2 separate regions of the Mus musculus genome follow, and region 1 is linked to region 2. A link is a contact called in public Hi-C data. All regions are on one chromosome and are shown on one strand. The core of a region is the stretch at or near the end of the contact, and the rest is flanking DNA. Distances in the headings are between cores, read along the strand shown.

The links. Hi-C and Micro-C count contacts between places; a contact is called where the count stands out from the background.
Region 1: a contact with region 2 is called in a Hi-C map of regulatory T cells, with 2.2 times the contacts expected there. The contact joins two enhancer-like sites. A contact is called at or near these places in 1 of 15 datasets of contacts at CTCF or cohesin (the NIH/3T3 cell line) and 2 of 484 Hi-C or Micro-C datasets (the HPC-7 cell line and regulatory T cells).

The regions. Positions count from the first base shown.
Region 1 is chr3:21,904,580-21,907,338 of GRCm38.p6, forward strand. All of the region lies in intron 3 of Gm31813 (a long non-coding RNA gene), which reads right to left. Among named protein-coding and RNA genes, the nearest start is that of Gm31813, 58 kb to the right of the region's middle. Within about 2 kb of position 1,337, at least 40 of the 459 cell types and tissues checked have an H3K27ac peak or open chromatin away from gene starts, as enhancers often do. A contact at or near this core is called in regulatory T cells, where this site is marked.
Region 2 is chr3:21,839,614-21,842,765 of GRCm38.p6, forward strand. No RefSeq gene overlaps it. Among named protein-coding and RNA genes, the nearest start is that of 7530428D23Rik, 40 kb to the left of the region's middle. Within about 2 kb of position 1,633, at least 38 of the 459 cell types and tissues checked have an H3K27ac peak or open chromatin away from gene starts, as enhancers often do. A contact at or near this core is called in regulatory T cells, where this site is marked.

The DNA of each region.
Region 1 (2,759 bases), core at 87-2,586, 65 kb after region 2:
TCTTAGGATAGAGCTTCCACTGGTTTGTATTACGATGAATGCTGCTTCTTCAACAAAAACTTATCAAGCTGGTCTTATGATCACTACATAGAGTAGCCAAGTGTAGCAAGAACCTTGGCCTCTCTTGCCCAAGGATCACATGACTTGAGGGGAGCTGTCCCTCCCCATGGGAAAGCTTGAACATAGGCACTCTTCCATCTGTGCACTACAGGTCTTTTTATACTGAGAGACTAGTACCTAACATTTGTTCAGCATTTGTTATGTCAGTAAATATACCTGTATCTACCTTCCTGTCACACATATGAGGCTAAGGGGTTTTTCCTGGAGTAACCCAAGCTTAAAGTCTAAAGACATTTCAGAGTCTGTGTGTATGTCCCATGTACGGTGCTTTAAACCATTGTGGGTACTACTATGTTGGAAATATTGTACTAGTCACTTGTCTCATGGCTATGGCACAATAGCTGACAAAAGTGGTTCAAGGAAGCAAGGGTTATTTAGGCTTACAGAGAAGGGATGAAGTTCCTTATGACAGGGAAGGTACTGCAAGAGCATGATATGGCCAGTCATGGGGAATTCCCAGTCAGGAAGCAGACAGAGGACGGAAAGTGGGTCCCAGGTATACAATTCCAAGCCCTCCTCTCCCATTTCTGCCACATTTCCTTCACCAAACCTTCACCTCCTAAATGTTCCATAACATCCCAAAACACAGCCAGGGGACTCATGTTCAAACACATAAGCCAGTGTGGGACAATTCCCGTTCAAACCACGACACGTAAAAGTTTTCTCTCTAACAAAACACTAAGAGGTGATGTGGACAGAGATCTGTAAACACTTCTGTTTGTATAACTAATGTGGCAACTAGAGATGGGGTGGGATGCTACAAGACCCTAGTATATGTTGGTGAGGAAAAAATATTAAGAAGCTGACAGATAGTGAGCACATAAGATACAGGTTCTGCTTATACACAGGACTCAATGGAATGCAGTGAATCAACAGACATGAACGTGAGGCCAGTCAGACTCCACTTCCTGCTGCACATCAGTCGCCAGCTCAGGGCACTCAGTTTCCAATCTAACATCACTGAGCAGCTTTCTCAGTGAACTAACCATGAAATGGCTCTCAGAGGTTCAAAAAAAAAATTAAACTGTACATGTGAAGCAGATACTCAGCTAATTCTGCCCATTAAAAGTATAAATGACTTAGAAAAAGAACTCTGCTTTACCTGGAATCACTGGAGTAATTCACACACTGAGAAAAATGTACTCAACTTGCTACTCAGAGCCAGGCTGCCATGACTACTGGGAAATTCCATGGGAGAGGAGCCAGGCCTGTGGCCTGAGGTTCAGAGTCTCAGGCTCACAGAAGGCAACTGGCAAATTAACAAGTCAACCCAGTCAGTGATATGTCTATAATGGATGCTTTACAAACAGAAATGTCTAGAAGAAGCTGATTAATAGTACTTTCAGGAAGGGCTTCCAAGAAGCACCCACTCCAGGTTGTTTCTTCAAGCCTGTGTAAGGGAGAGTACCCAAACAGACAGCAAGAGAACTTTGCATTACTTGAATATAAATGGGTAACACCACTTCCACTCAAAAGGCCATGCATATGACAGATAACCCATGAGGAGTATTTAATAAGCTCCCCACCTGTATCAGATGAGGCCATGAGTGAAAATGTGTGCCGGGCATTTGCTTCACAAATTTCTTTTTTATTGAGAATCGATTTGTTTTCATATAAAACATTCTGATTATAGTTTCCCCTCCCTCAAAGAGTCCCAGATCCTCTGCACTTCTCCACCTACCCAAATGCACACCCTTTCTTATTCTCTCTATTAGAAAACAAACAAATCAATAACTAATAGGCAAAAACTAAAGTATTCTCCACCCCCTAAAGCCTCGGCTTGTCTGTGTCGAGCCCCACATTTGCCTAGGCAGGGAATTTGATCTACTAACATACCCAATTGATTTTGAAGTATTTTCCTCCATTTTGGATGCTGACTTTACAAAATTAGGATGCAGGCTCTTCCCTATCTCTTCTCAGGAATCCCCTTCCTGTAATCAATCCTAAAATGAAGCTAATGTTAGCCACATGAGTGCAGGTTTTAGAGAAATCCATTATAAATCGTATAGTGCTAGACCCAGGGGTGCCTTCCTCGAGGGTTAGTAGATTTTATCACCTCAGTCTTATCTGGGATAAAGGACATTTCTGAAATCTTTTAGTCCAAACAAAAAGAACATCAACTTTTCATTCAAGGAGAATACAATGTGGGAAATTATGAAAAGGTACAAATACACGTTTCCCCCTGGCCCTGAGCACTGCACGGGCAAACCCTACAGAGCTCCTTGCAGCTACAAGCTGCTTCTGCCAGCTCCTTTCTCTGTGTGCCTTGGGAAACCATAAAGTCTCCACCATCAAATGCCAGCAGTAGAAGCTTTATGGAATCAGTTGAATACTTTGTGTGTACATATGTGGATATGTGCATGTGTTCATGGATGGAGTACACATGTATGTTGAGATACACATGCATGCCATACATGCACATGTGTCTGGGGCTCAGAGGACAATCTCAAATGTCATCCCTAATGCACAGTCCACGTGTTTTTGAAACAAGGTCTTTCACTAGCCAGGAATCAACAAATAAGCTAGGCTGCCTGGCTAGGGATGGCTTGTCTCCATCTGCCCAACACTGAGTTTCCAGACTTAGTGCCAGCATACCCAATTTTTTCCATGTGGCTTCTGGGAATCAAACTCAGCTCTTT
Region 2 (3,152 bases), core at 383-2,882:
ATCACTCCTTGGACCGAGGTTCTAGGCTGAACGAGCAGGAGAACATGACCAGGATGTGTCTCTCTGCTTCTGACCAGGGACACAATGTACCTGGTGACCTCACTCCCCTGCCTTCCATCCATGATGAACAGGACCATGTCTGCTTGACATCTCAGCCACCGCCCCCACCCCCAGCCCCCACCCCCATTACTACCTTCACTGGCTTCATCAGAGCTACGAGAAAAGTAGCTCACAGTGCAGCCCATCTGCTGATTCTGACTATAAATGATGTTGGGTTTGTTTGTTTTTCCTGAGAGAAAATAATCATAACTGAAAGCCATGAGAGTCTGGAGCCACTGTATCTGGGAGATTCCTTCCTGTGTAGTATGCTAAGGATCAGGACAGTCAGGGCCTTATTTACAGCCGGCTTTTACACAGCACCACAACTTTTTCTAGTGTCTCTTTGCAACATATATGTGATGCTATCACACCTATGCTGCGAAATTGTTCCAATAAACCAGAAGTGGGGGAGGGGGGCGTGCAACACAGGGTTCCCTCAGTTGTATCCTACAGCACTTAATTTCCTCTCTGTCTTTTAATTCAGGACTCCTGATCTCATCGGAAACTTCAAAATCTTTAGTTTTACTTTGCTCTGTGGTATGCCCCGATTCATAGTGTGCCACCACTGAGCTATGCTGTTCCCCACCGACTTCCAACTCCAAATCCTATCTTTCCTACATCACACCTGGGTTATTATACAGATAGCAATGTTCTGAATACACTTTGCCCAGCTCTGCACTCAACATCATTGGCCCAGCTTTGCAGGCAGAGGAGAGTGTACCGCTCAGTGACTGAATCAAAAGAAACAGAAGGAAGAAACTATGTCACCTTCCTATTTGCACTTTGCCTGCTCTGGAGAGAAGGTGTTCATGGGGAAAAAATGTTGGCTCCCCCTCAGACACAGAATGTGGGGTTTGTGAAAGTCACCTTTGTGAAGGAAAGGTGGGATGGAGAGCAAGGTGCCACAGGCTCCTGCAACCCTTGAAGAGTCTTGATCTGCTGTATAAAATCTAAGATGACGCCGGGAACATCAGTAAGAGAGCAAAAAGGGACCAAAGCCAGGGTGGTGGCCACTTTCCCAGTCTTCGTGGAAGTCCTATCTGGGTATGGTGTTTTCCTGCCACACCTTATGAGTTTTCTCATCAAGCAGGGCTTTCACTGGGGCATGGTGACAGTGTTGCTAAATACAATTGGCCAAGGATTAAAGGGCTTAGGATTGGCTTAAACCGTGTGTATAAGCTTGTACACTGGGCAAGAAACACCCTGATGCTGGGTCTCCAGAGTCTGAATTCCCACAATTTGTCATGTGACTCCATTGCCTGTCAGCCCCAGACAACAGAATAAAGAGGAAGTCTAGGCTATCTTTGTAGAAGAATGGGCTTGGGGGCAGGGCAGGGGACACACACAGGGAAATCTGTTCTAAGAAAAGGCATCAAATATTTTTGGTTTGAATTTAGTAAGAACGGATGAGAACAGTCTCTGGTGGAAAACCCACGAGGGACCAGTCAGTCTGTTAGGTGTGTGTCTCAGGACTCTGTGACACAAATGTGTGAATTAGGGAAATTCTCAGTAGCACCAAGTAGCACCCTGAGAAAGGGTTCCTTTTGAATTCTTTCCTCTGATTACGTCAGCATGAGAGCATTGGCATGTCTGGACCACTCTGACACTTGCTGCTCTTTTTTTTTTTTTTTTTTTTTTTTTCTTTTTTAAGCTGAGAAGAAAATGGCTCAGGGTGATACTCGACTAGAATTGAGTGTGTGTGTGTGTGTGTGTGTGTGTATTTATTTATTTTTATGATCATCTTTTCTAAACCTTTGTACAGCTAGTGATATGAAGCCTGTTTCATTCATATTTATTAGGCTAAGGAAAGCTCCATTCATCGGAAATGCTAACACATAATGTCCTGGCATTCACCATTACAAGCTGTATTTCTTGAAGGCAAACAATGAGGATGCAAAGAGCTCAGTAAAGATTGGCCCTCAGGAGGGGAAGGAAGTCTTGGCTAGAGCTTTCCCAAGTTGTAGAGACAATAGAACTGATTGCATCTATCAAGTAGTTGGACTGGAACACACTGCCAAACTTTTACATCACTTCCTTCAGGCACCTGATGCTGGCTCTCCAGCAAGGTAGAGATCAGCATGGATGTGTACTTCTGAAGCTGAGGCATACTCTAAAGAGGATGGCAGCCAGAAAAACATGTAGACAGACAGACAGACACACATACTGCACACACACACAAGTATACAACACATACAATACATACACAAACACCATACACGCCCCCCTCATATACATATACAATACACACAACACCCACATACACCTTACTCACACCACATATAGCTCACACATATGGTATACCACAAATATGTACCAAATGCCACACATATACCACACATGTATATCATGCATAACGAACCACAATAGAAATATAATACACATAGTATATACATATCACACAGAGAACATACGCATAGTGCATTCCACATCTATAACATACTTACACCATATACACATAAAACACAGATATCACAGTACCACACTGCTCACATGTGCACACACAAACATACACACACACAAGACCTTCCTTGGCCAAAACAGTCCATCTTTTTATTTCCTGGTACCAATTAATAAAAAGATCTTTCTTTGACCCTCAGCTACTTATAGGGCTAGTCTGTATGTATATATTTCAGTCTGTGTTTCACAATAACAGTATCTCTACAAATACTAGATTGTGGTTTCTTTCAGAATAGTTCTTAGCTTCTAAAGCTAGGGATTCTCATCGAGAACTCCTCTGCTAGCAGCCGTTGCCTGTGACTTCAGATGAACTACACTGGGGCCAGACTTGTGTGAGGCTGTCTGCCATCCATCATTGTGGAAACAAACTGTGAGAGAAGGTAAAAAGTAGGAAAGGAAGCAAGGAAGGCATAAAGAAAAGATCTATTCCCATTCAAGACTTCCTAGTAAAATGGGAAAAGCTCAGATCACTGCCAATTGTCTGGGGAGACATTTTTCTTCCTGATCTATTTTTGGCAGTCAGTTCAACTTCATGCACCATTGTTTTACTTATGGCACGTACAGTAGCCAGAGAGAAACCCATAATGTCTTTTCTG